2 separate regions of the Mus musculus genome follow, and region 2 is linked to region 1. Evidence: chromatin contacts called from public promoter capture Hi-C data. All regions are on one chromosome and are shown on one strand. The core of a region is the stretch at or near the end of the contact, and the rest is flanking DNA. Distances in the headings are between cores, read along the strand shown. Region 1 overlaps Snhg14 (small nucleolar RNA host gene 14). Region 2 holds the start of Magel2 (melanoma antigen, family L, 2).

Evidence for each region. Promoter capture Hi-C pulls out the DNA fragments that hold promoters and counts their contacts.
Region 2: a contact with region 1 is called in a promoter capture Hi-C map of embryonic stem cells, with 25 times the contacts expected there. The contact joins the promoter of Magel2 here to the enhancer-like site in region 1. A contact is called at or near these places in 5 of 39 promoter capture datasets (cranial neural crest, embryonic stem cells, frontonasal cranial neural crest and 2 more), 2 of 15 datasets of contacts at CTCF or cohesin (pro-B cells and stem cell-derived epiblast-like cells), 3 of 115 datasets of contacts at active chromatin or transcription factors (embryonic stem cells and stem cell-derived neural progenitor cells) and 1 of 9 other capture datasets (liver).

The regions. Positions count from the first base shown.
Region 1 is chr7:60,387,223-60,393,412 of GRCm38.p6, reverse strand. All of the region lies in intron 3 of Snhg14 (small nucleolar RNA host gene 14), which reads left to right. It also overlaps a transcript of Snrpn not described here. Among named protein-coding and RNA genes, the nearest start is that of Snhg14, 60 kb to the left of the region's middle. Within about 2 kb of position 1,997, at least 98 of the 459 cell types and tissues checked have an H3K27ac peak or open chromatin away from gene starts, as enhancers often do. A contact at or near this core is called in embryonic stem cells, where this site is marked.
Region 2 is chr7:62,373,462-62,379,144 of GRCm38.p6, reverse strand. It overlaps Magel2 (melanoma antigen, family L, 2), which reads right to left and starts at 2,166. Exons shown (of 1, transcript NM_013779.2): 1 at 1-2,166. The coding sequence starts at 1,795. All of the region lies in intron 1 of Gm32061 (predicted gene, 32061), which reads left to right.

The sequences.
Region 1 (6,190 bases), core at 748-3,247:
TTAAGTGTAGAAAACTATTGAGTACATCCATGAAATTCATGTAACAATTTTATCATTTGGCATTTTTTAGCAGTACAGTCTCTTTAATCACTGGGATTCAAAGCCTAGTGTGATTGATTTCTTTCCTCCTCTGGTGGCATAGAACTGCTTCCAGTGCCATGAAAGATATCCATTAGGGATCAAAATTACAGGTCAATTCTATATTGATTTCCCACTCTTCTATAACTTAAGAATGTAGTGTGTTCAGCTAAAGGGCAGTTTAACCAAGAACGTTAACAATAGCATTGCAATGAATAGGATCTCCCTAGAAAACAAGCCAATACAAAGAGGTAACACATTTCTGGTATTAGATTTTATATTTGTTAGCCTGTAGTGTCCAGTAAAGAAATGGTTATTCTGTTATCAGTTAACCCTATTGTTTAAATATTGGTATGTGTATATACATATTAAGAACACTTTTAGAGTAGTCACTTTCCATATGACTTATTCAAAATGCCTCCAGTACTATTTATCCTTTTCTATGTTCCTTCTTTTATTCTGCTCTTCTATTGCCCTCACTGATTAATCCTCGATGTATCATAATTTTCCTTTAGTCCTTTATACCACTCACTGGTTATAAAGCATTCTCTTTCTTTATATGCATTTCCATACACCTTTACTAGTTTCCTAATGTATATAGTTATTCCAAATACAACACACATATCTGAAAAAATAATATCAGCTTTACCTCTGAATCATGTTCTTCTGTGACAAAATTTCAATAACTTTAAGGGAATAATAGTTGAGGTGTTTTGAGGTGCACACATATCTGTAATTTATGTCCTCATCTTCCCAAGTACCTGAGATTATAGTCCTCCTGCATTACCAGGGACACTGATATTCTAGCTTTCAAAATTGTATGAAATCATCATGGAATAATGAATGGTGGGATTTTTAGAAACTTTAAATTTAAGGAATAACAGGAAAAATCATAGAACCTCTTCTCTTGCTAAGGCGTGTAGCCAAGAGATAAACAAACTTGTCAAGTGTATACGATGTCATAGTTTAATACCTAAAAGCAAGAACTAAAAATTAAAAACTCCTGCAAGTGTTATGAATGTTCTGATAATTTTTGTTTTACACACATTCATTCACAAACAGGTAAATGTAATGTGTTTATTGAATGACGGTCATGGAATACATAGGCGAGCTTTACCTTAAAAATAATAAACAAATTTGTAACAAAACTATCCAGTGCTTTCCAATTCTTTTAGTTATTAATTAGCAAAATAGAAAATTCGGTCTGGGCATCCAAATCTAAACTCGAAAACCTACACGTGTGTGAAAATATAGTTCAGTGGTAGAACATTTGCTTATCTTAAAAAAAAACAAAAACAAAAACAAAAACAAAAAGAGCCATCTTTCTATCTGTAACAGTCTGCAGTTCATGTTTCTTTTTCTTCATATGCTTCAATTTGTATTCTATATTATTATGCAAAATGTACAACTGTTATAAGATCTAACCGCGAAACAGTATTTGTTAAAAGGTGAGGTGTGTGTTAACTTCGTTTTATATTTTAAGAAATTGTAAAGTCCTAAATAGACATTAAAATACCAAAGTAAGTTTTATTAGAAAATACAGTATTATACTTTGTGCATAATAATTTTTACCATCGATGATTTCATTGCTTCTGCATAAATTACTTCACAAAGGAGTGATACGTGGGGTAATCACAAAGAAAATTTCGGTCCCTGTAGTTTTGCCATTTTTCCTCTACAGCTTCTCGCTGTCTGATGGAGACATTCCTTAAGGCGATGTTGCCTTCGTTTTTACACATCTTTTAAATTATATGCTTCCTAGAGAATACCAACTGTTGAAAACCCACTTTCAAACTGCTTCGTTTCCACCCCCACCCCCCAGCCCCCTCCCACCGCCGCCGCCGCCGCCGCAGTCGCTGCGGTCGCTGTGGCCGCTTTAGTCTCCTCTCCGCAAGACCAGCCACAGCAGGAAATGCGTCAAAAACCTGCGCAGTGGATGCGACGAGCCTGCGGAGGAAAGACAGGCTTGATAACGCAGAGTAGGGAAAGGCTCGGGGTGAAGCAGGAGAGTCGGTGGGTCCGTGGGAGAGCAACTTCATAGATGCAGAGGGGACTGAGATGCAGGGGGAAAGGGAGGTTTGCGGAGAGGAAACCTAGGAGAGGGACAACATTTGAAATGTAAATAAACCAATAAAAACTTTAAAAAAAAAAGAAGCCCAGGGGACCAAATATTCTCTTCTTTGAGGGTTTCTCCGAGCCACAAACAGAGATGCACTGTCAGACTGACTTAACTTCCTGTTGTCACAGGGGCACTGTGTGATTCCGGATTCATCTTCAGTTTTCAAGTTTTGATAAAATCCGAAATCGATTAGCTAATGAATTCGCAATCATACGGGTTTTAGGAGTCTCGGCATTTTCTACTGAGCTGCTTTTCTGTAGCTGTAGCTTTATAAATGAGCCCTAAGTATTTGCTTTTTTAAAGGAATATACTCCAGCATTAGCCTTAAATCAGATCAGCGGGGACGGGATATGGCTCAATCTGCTGTTTATTTTTAAAGTTAAAATATTTACATTGAATTTTCAGGAGGTTTGAAGGCTTAAAAATAAAACGTTCAGTGTGATTTTCTTAAATACAGTGTGAATGTCCTACAGACGTTTTGCTTTTCGTTCTAACATCCAGTAATTTTCTACCAATATAATCTCTAAACAGGAATGATACATACATCCATATATGCATATATGTATGTATATATGTGTGTCTGCGTGTGTGTGTGTGTGTATGCTTATATATGATATTTGCTTCAGTCACACAATACATTTTCAAGTGTCATGCCACGTAATGCATCTTCAAGTGTTTATGCCACAGAAGGGTGTGTGTGTGTTAATTATTTAGTACTCTTTTTAAAACTGGCTACAGTGAAGCTGATGATTATGACAGGAAAAGAAACTTCAACATAGTCTTATGGTTGGGACATTAAGGTTATATCAGATTACATCAGATATTCTTGATTTATTTATAGCTAAGAAGTGTGTGAAGGATCATTGGATAGAAAATTGTTATGCACTAAGAGAGACTCTGGCTGAAGTAGGATCAAAGTAATAAGACTTCATTTGGAAAATGGTGCAGGAGAAGAAACACACTCAGTTGTGCATGGTTGTAATTTCTCCCTCCCTTAAAATGATTCTAGTTTAAATACACTTTTATGTAAAAGTGTACAGATATTCAGAAATAAGGTTCTAGATCATAAAGAAAATTGTATTAAAGAAAGACAATTCTCACATGATGAAGTTTTGTTTTTTATTGAAAATAGATTAATCATTCAATATATTCTAATTACAGTTTCCCCTCCCTCACCCCTCACAGTTTCTCCCCATCTCTCCTCCCTCTGCATACACCCCTTTCAGTCTCTTGTTAGAAAAGGAAAGGCTTCTCAGAGATAATAACAAAATGTGACAAATTTTGGAAACAATGCCTCCATAGCCAAATGGAACCTAGAAGTCAAAATTCTTTGGAGAGTCTTTCCTAGAAACTACAAAATGTGTTTGGCTTAGTTGGAGGGTAATGAGGGTGTTCAGAAAAGGAAAGTATCACACTGAGCTTAAATAAGTGGCTAGATTTGAGAATCAATGCTACTGGGGACCAGGGAAAACAACTATGTCCCAATCCTCATAACTTATGTCCTCATGTTAACTATGTTAATCCTCTTAACATAGGCTGACAGTAATGTCACCCTATTTGTATGCCATAACTTATCTTCATATTTTGTATGAATCATAACACTGCTTCTGAACAAGATTTAGAATTTCCTACCATGTGTGTGTGAAAATTTTTCATTACGTTGATTTTTATATTGCTGTCTGTCTTCTATGTTATTTCTTTACCCTATCAAGAATAGAGTCCTAAGCCAGGCTGTAGTGGTGCACACCTTTAATCCCAGCACTTGGGAGGCAGAGGCAGTTGGATTTCTGGGTTCAAGGCCAGTCTGGTCTACAAAGTGAGTTCCAGGACAACCAGGGCTATACAGAGAAACCCTGTCTTGAAATAAACCAAAAAAAAAAAAAAAAAAAGAGTCCTAGAGCCAAGACTTTTATGATATGGTTCATATGACAGGTTTCCATGGTTTTGTGTCACTGTCATATGGTAATAAATTTTCTTAACATATCTAAGTCGAAATATTACATTTCTCTAGCCTTTTTTATTATTTTCATATATGGATATCCTTCTATATTGTCCAGAAACATCTGTTTGTATCAGGGCATTCAATCCTTTTCTCCTGAGCCTGAACGTTAAAATTAGTAACTAGAATGGCTGTTTAAAAATTGACTTGTCACTAGACCAATGACTCAGCAGTTAAGAGATATAACTGTTTTTCCAGAGGAGCCAGGTTCAATTTTCTGCACCCACATTTCAACTCACAAGCATCTGTCTTTAGTCCCAGGAGATGTGAGACACTCTTTTCTGGCCTCCATAGGCACTGGAGACACGCCACACAGACACATTAAAGGGTAATGCCAATATACAAATACATAATATTTTAAAAATCTAAAAATACAAAGTCTTTCATTGCAATTGGCCTATTATTAAGGGAAATTGAGTCTATGCCACAAAATAATGATTTAAAAAGTTTTATCATTCTACAAATTCTGATCATTCTCTGTACAATAGAACAAAATCAAAGATGGAATCTTCTCTCTTAGCTTCCTGTGCACCTGGAAAGGTGGTGAGGTGGAAATTTCAGAACTAAAATACAACAACAACAACAACAAATAGCTTTAGCTTTTTAAAATGATAAGATAAAAAGGACAAATCCCAGGTCATCATCAGACTCCTCAGATTCTTTTAACATTCTTTCCTCTTTCTTCTAGTCAGCTGGGTTATCCCTGCTGGAGGGGCTTGGACCACCTGCTGGTGCATTTCCCTGTGCTGTGGAAAGATCACACCTCTTCATCACACTTCTAGATGGGGCTCCATATGTTTACAATGAGCAGAGATACTACAAACAAGCCAGGCCAGTAAGGCTTAATATTGAAATCAGATAATTTAATGAGACTATTAATCAATTCTCTTATTGCTTGTCACATCATAGTACATAGTGCAGTTCACAAGCAAAATAGATGAAGGCTATATACTTCAGGCTACTGATGCAATGCTAATCGCTGGATAAAATGATTGTCTTATGACAAAACAACTTTATTTCCACTGTAATCACTGAGCACCTGTGTGGCTTCATAAGAAGGGTGTTAGGACCTTCTCCAGCTTCCTCTTCATAGCTCTTCTCTAGGGTGTCCCTATATCATTCTCCCCCATGTAAGGGCTCCATAAAAAATCGCCCCCTACTTAGTTGTATGCTGCAAATGGCCCATCTCCTTTCTCTGCTGTATAGTAATCTCACTCCCTTCAATATGTCCTTCCTTTGAGCTGGTCACATCATGGGCTGATACTGTACAATCTGAAGATAAACTGGCCTAAAACATGGGACAGCTGCCCAGCCATGGCCCTTGCTCACTCATTGGTATTGCCTTCCCTGTAGTATTCCAACTAATACTTTCTTCTTGGGTTGATTATTCTGAATGTCCCATTTCTTGATTGTAATTTCTTCCAGTTTATTGATTGTAAATAATAAAAAGGGAATGTGATTAAAAAGAATGAGTAGCTAAAATCATGCAAATTAAAGCTATGAAAGACAAGGAAAGGATTACTGATGGTATTATTGTAATTAATTGTAAATAAATTGACAATTCACAAGGAGAATATGTGAATTTTTTTATGACAACAGGTGTGAACGCCATATTTTTTGGTGTGGTTCCTTTTGTCATCACCTATGTGCGTGCCTACATTAAAAAAAAAACCTACTAAATTATAGACAAATTTGGATTTCAGAGAATTAGAATGTTGGATGGGGGAAGGGAAAGAGAAGCTAGAAGAATATCCTGTATAAGAAAAGAATGTTTATAAAATAGGAAATAGAACACCTTCCTAAGCCTAAGGGAAATTGATCATAAAAAAGAATATACTTACAGAGCTCAGACTTTTTTTTTTCTTGTTTTTTTTTTTCTTTTGCCTGCAAGTGTCTGTAAAAAAGATCCTAAGAAAAAACATCCATTCTCTCTCGTTCTGAAAGAAAACAATTCTGGTTAAAGTTTAGGTTTCCTTGTAACCTCAAAAGCAGTT
Region 2 (5,683 bases), core at 917-3,416, 2.0 Mb before region 1:
GTGGCACCGGGATCTCCTGTGGCACCGGGATCTCCTGTGGAACCGGGACCTCTTGTGGCACCGGGAGCTCCTGTGGCACCGGGAGCTCCTGTGGCACTGGGAGCTCCTGTGGCACCGGGGCCTGGCCTTTGGGGGCCTGCCAGATGATGGGTGGGCAATGCACAGTCCGGGGAGCAGACTGAGCAGCAGCCTGGGGTACAGGAATTGGGATAGACAGTTGGGCTGGCAGTACTGTCTGGGGCACCTGTGGGCCTGACTGTGGCACCAAATGTATCTGAGCAACTGGTGGTACTGTAGACACCTGGCCTGTTCCTGGTACCCTCGGGAGCAGTAGACGAGCCTGTGGAGCCTGCCGCAGTGGAGGTGGGGGTGGCAGGACCTGCCACAGCTGAGGCTGGCTTGCTATGCCATGTGGAGCTGGTCTGATAGGGACCTGTCGGATCAGTGGTGGGGCTTGCCTCATCACAGGTTGGATCTGACGGATCATAGGAGGTATCTGGCGAAGCAATGGAGCTGGTCCAGGTCGAATGGGTGTGTGACCAGTACGAATGGTTGAGTGCCCTTGGCGCCCAGGTTGAGTGGCCTGCCAGGCTATTGTGGGGGCCTGCCAGGTCACCTGTGTAGCCTGCCATGTCAAAGGCGTTGCTGGCCACCCCTGGGGGGTCACCTGCCAGTTGGGTGTGGTGGCTTGCCAGCCTGGGGGTGTGGCCAGCTGTACCTGGGGGGCTTGTGGTACAGAGGGAACCTGTGGAGGAGCCCTTATGACTTGAGACTGGATTTGTAGGATCAAAGGCTGACCCTGTGGGGCCCAAGTGGCCAGAGGCTGCCCAGGGGGCAGCACTGTCTGAGCCATTGGTGCTCCTGATACTGGAGTCTGAATGATTGGACCTCTGGCACCTGGAGGATGGATCATCACGACACCAGGACCTGGAGGCTTGGCCATCGGAGTAATCGAAGGTGCAGGCTGGGTCATCAAGGCAGCCTGTGGAGGTGGCTGGACCATCGGAGCTCCCGGAGCAGGCGGCTGGACCATCAGGACTCCCGGTGTCAGCTGCTGGGCCATCAGGACTCCTGGAGTTGGCTGCTGGGCTATCGGTGTCCCCGTAATGGGAACATGCGGCATTGGAGTTCCATGTGGTCCCCCATGGACCATCGGGGCTCCATGAGTGAGAGGATGCACCATCGGGTTCCCCGGTGGAGGATGGGTCATAGGGTTCCCAGGAGGAGGATGGTGACCCATCGGAGTCCCAGGAGGAGGTGGGTGGGTCATTGGGGTCCCAGGAGGAGGAGGAGGAGGAGGGGGAGGAGGAGGAGGAGGAGGGTGCGCCATCGAGGTCCCGGGAGGGTGTGTCATCGGGGTTCCTGGGGGAGGAGGATGAGCCAAAGGGGCCCCCGTGACAGAAGGATGTAGCATCAGGACTCCCGGAGTTGAAGACTGGGCCATGGGGGCTCCCGGAGGGGGCTGATGGACCATCAAGACTCCAGGAGTTGGAGGCTTGGCCATCCCCCCTCCGAGCGGTGGAGCCTGGACCATTGGGGCCCCTAGACCAGGAGGCTGGGCCAGCTGAGCCACTGGGGCAGGCAGCTGGCCCTCCGGAGCCTCCCAGGCAGGTTGAGGAGCCTGCCAAGCAGCCATGGGAGCCTGCAAGTCCACTGGAGGTGGATCCCAGGGGACAGGAGGAGCCCGGGAGGAAGCAGGCGGAGCCCGCATCAGAACCGTAGGGCGGCTATGGACTGCAGGCACTGGGGACTCCGGAGGGCTGGAATCCCCCAGATTCGTACTTAGCTGCGACATGTCCCTTGCTTGACTGGTGGTGGCCCGTCTCCGGTTGCTGCGCTTTTTCTTCCAGTGCTGAGCATGCCGACGTGGCTGTCCAGGATCCCCCTCCAGCTTGAAGGCTGAATAGGAAGCCGGTGCAGACTGGCGTGTTCCGCGGTTCTCTCCGCAGCTCTCAGCGAGCGCAGCTGGGCTCTCTCAGCAGCTCTCAGCAAGCACTACCTGGCTGGCACCGCAACTCTCAGCGAGCGCTGCCTGGCTAGCACCGCAGCTTTCAGCCAAGTGCTACTGCCTGGCTTGCTCCGCCACGCAGCTCACAGCTCTCAGCTCACAGCTCGCAGCGCAGCTCACACAGAGTGTCGGCTGGCTCTGCAGCTCTCCGCAGTAAGAAGGAGGGGGGAGGGGGCTCAATCCCGCCCCTTCCCCGCCCCCGACCACCACAAGTGGATTGTTCAGAGGGGCGTCTACCAAAGTCCCGACTGACTCAATATCCCTTCTCCTGCGGTATAGATCCTCAACTAAGCTAGTTCATACTCTTTAAGCAAGAGTTTATATAGGCAAGTGATAGGGACAGATTTACGGTTCAAAAAAAATCACTGTGCTGCATTATGAAGTGGGAATAAACCACTAGCAACATGGAACATGTCCAAAGGTGGGGGTAGTGGTGTGGTCTGAGCTCAGAAACGAAGTACATTGACGTAAGAGGGACTGGGGAGCTATTCGAGACAGCTATTACAATTTAACGAAGGTGTAGAAAAAAATGACTGTATTCAGGTATCTGTCTCGGGTGTGTGAATTTCCTGGAGTAGTTTATTCTGTCAAGTAACTGAAGGGCAGGAAGCACATGCAGGGTAAGGGGAGTTGATGAATATTTGCTAGGACATGAGTCAGTCAACCCAGGGATAACATAGGTGGTCTATTATAACTGTATTCATTACGAGGATCCGAGAATCAAGTTTGCCCATTCTTTATCAAAACATAGTAGTAGTAGTGGATACAATTGTTTAAAAGTGTGTTCAGAGGGGGGAAAATCTAAACTCATCTAGAAGAATACTGACTACATCGTAGAATCGGGTAGAGAAAAGACGAGCCAATTAGAGAGGAAAGAAAAGGAACCTTGGAAGTAAATTAACAGAAATTCACGGAGGCAGAAGTTTAAACGCGGGAAAATCAACTTCTAAAGTGGGTGAGATGAGACAATAGAGTGTGAAAGACATCCTGAAAATAACAATAATTAAAAAATGAAGCAATGTGCTGGAAATTAGTTCTAGAAAAATGGAGAGTATAAGAAAAGTTTTCTGGAAAATCAGCTAAAAAATGGACATATACCATGTTAACAAATAAAGAGGTACCCATCAAAATTACTGCATATTGGTATTCTTTCTCCCCAAAATTAAGTGGCAATCTCAGTTTAGGTCAAGTTTAGTGGTTTATAGACGGTAACTAGCATTATGATTCCTTTACAAGGAGTGGTTTGCAGCCTAGGGCAGTCGTCCAAGGTGAGGAAAGAAACCACTAGGGGGCAGAAGAGAATGTTGAAGGCTGTACCCAACTCTTAACATACCTTCAGCACATGCTCCTAAATAGTTTTGTTGTTGTTGTTCGTTTTTAACTGGTGGGCCATAAAGAAGAAATATGCCCCAGGATGACTGACCGTTTGTTAAATAATTATGGCAGAATTTGGGGCTCATATTTCAGAGACCATCCAGTCTTTGAAAGCATGTTACACCAGAGATTCATGACAATCTCTCACTTCTATGTACATGCAAAACAAGGTTGCCTTCTAAGCAGAAATGACTTTCCATAGAATGAACACTTCAATGTTGTCATGATTTTCAGTTTTATTCTTCACCTCAGGTTCATAGCCCCGATCTCTACAAGAATTGTGAAATCGGGGGAATACAATCCTTTGGGAAGAACCTAGAATAAACACAGAACCCCTTTGCTCTCTTTTATGAGATATGCCACATGGCCATTTCTAACTGTGGGTGGTTTGAGGAAAACAGGCTCGTTTTCCTCATATGTTAACTCACATAAATGAAGACATCAGATTAAGTTTTCCCACTAACCATTTCTTTTCTAGAATGGTGACAGATTTGGTTTTCAGTCTGCCAAAGTGTAGGCCATCACACATGGCAAATGGTGTTCATTAGGGAACGGTTATTCTCTCTGATTTCGACATCAATGAATAGTTCTGCCATATCACATTGACTCCCACTAAACCTGCTGTATGGAAAGAGCATCTAATTATGTCAACAGACAACATACAAGCCACAAAGTAATGATTAGGAATAGTTCAGGGTGACAAAGAGAAAGACGTAGTTATAATTAGAAGCAGATGATAAACATCTCACAGCCTGTACAGTGGCCACTCCTTGGTAACATGTATCAACAACAGAAATGCGTGAGCATGGAGCATGCGTTGGTAGTAGATGGGCTGGTAATAGTGGGTACTTCCTCAAAATGCAGATCTGTAAATGCTGATCAGTTAGTGCTCTGTGGTTCAAGTCGTACCCAGGCGCCAAGAAGAGTAGGATTCCCTCTGTAAACTGACCATATTAAAACATAAAAAATTCAAGCATCTCCAGACTAGAGAGCCATATGCACGGCAAATTTGAGTTCCTTTTTTTTCCCTTGTGAAATCTTTCAGCTTCCAGAGTCCCCCATTAGCCTTTTATGCAAGTCCAGTTCTTTTCCTCAATAACTATGAGTTGCGCATTCCTCTTCCTCAAGAAGAGCTTGAAAATTCAAGAAAATTCATAGAAAACACAATGGAAATGAATATAAAACATTCATGGAATTTTCACATCTGTCTGTTCCTTCAGTTGCATAAGTTAGTGTATAATAGATGTGAGGAAATAGTGGGAAAAAATGGAAGAAAGAAGATTTACCCTTGCATCATAGGAGCAGTGTTTGATTTTAAAGCTTTCAGGAGCTTTGCTTTGACACACTAGTTAACATTGAGAACACAGACCAGTCGGTAAGGGGCTGTGGACTGAATCTGTAAGATTTCAACACCAAAGCTGACTCCCTCGGTCTCCTATTTAGGTGGTAGAGTTTGTATAGATACTCTGAAGTGAGGGAAGTAAGTTGTGGTTTTCACAACTCAAAAATCACTTGCTTATGATACATTCTTTGCCAAACATCCAGTAGATGCCTAGAAATGTGCTATATATACAACTATGTACAAGAACCTCAAGGCAAGATTTGATTGTTCATTCCATACAGATACTAATGTGATGATTTTAGTGTTACTGTGGAAAAATGTATTGATCATAATTGACAGAAATAAACAAGTATTCACTTTGTTTGGAACATAAGTAGTGTGTAACTATTATGATAAATGCATCTGTGAAATGAAACAACAACAACAAAAGAAAGACTCTTGAATACTCTTCAAATAGATCAACTGTATAAGAAAAGGAAATATATCCAAGATACCAGACATAAAAATAGTTGAAAGAAAAATTATAAGGTCTTCATTAAGATGGGAAATTATTATTTACTTAATGATTGTTATTTGATAAAATATTGCCCTCAGATTCCTATATATACTATTTGTTGTTTAAAATATTTTTAAGTATTTGGTTTCATTTTGTTTACAAGTAGTGTAGGATCAGAATGTTAATTTACTTGCTTAAGATTTAGCAATAGATAGCAGAATGCAGATTTTTTAATATAGCAAGTTGATAGCCAAAGGCAGCAGTCTTAGTCACTAAAGCAGGGATGCACAAACCCTGAAGATTTACATGTAATTAACATACAATAAAATGCACAGATTTAAGATAATTTTAATTAGTTCTTTCGAGTATCATTTAACATTCAGAGGGATATTTTCATCATTAAAGAGAATTCTCACTTGCCATTGTAGCCATTTTTCTACATTCAAAAGCAAAAATTTTCTCT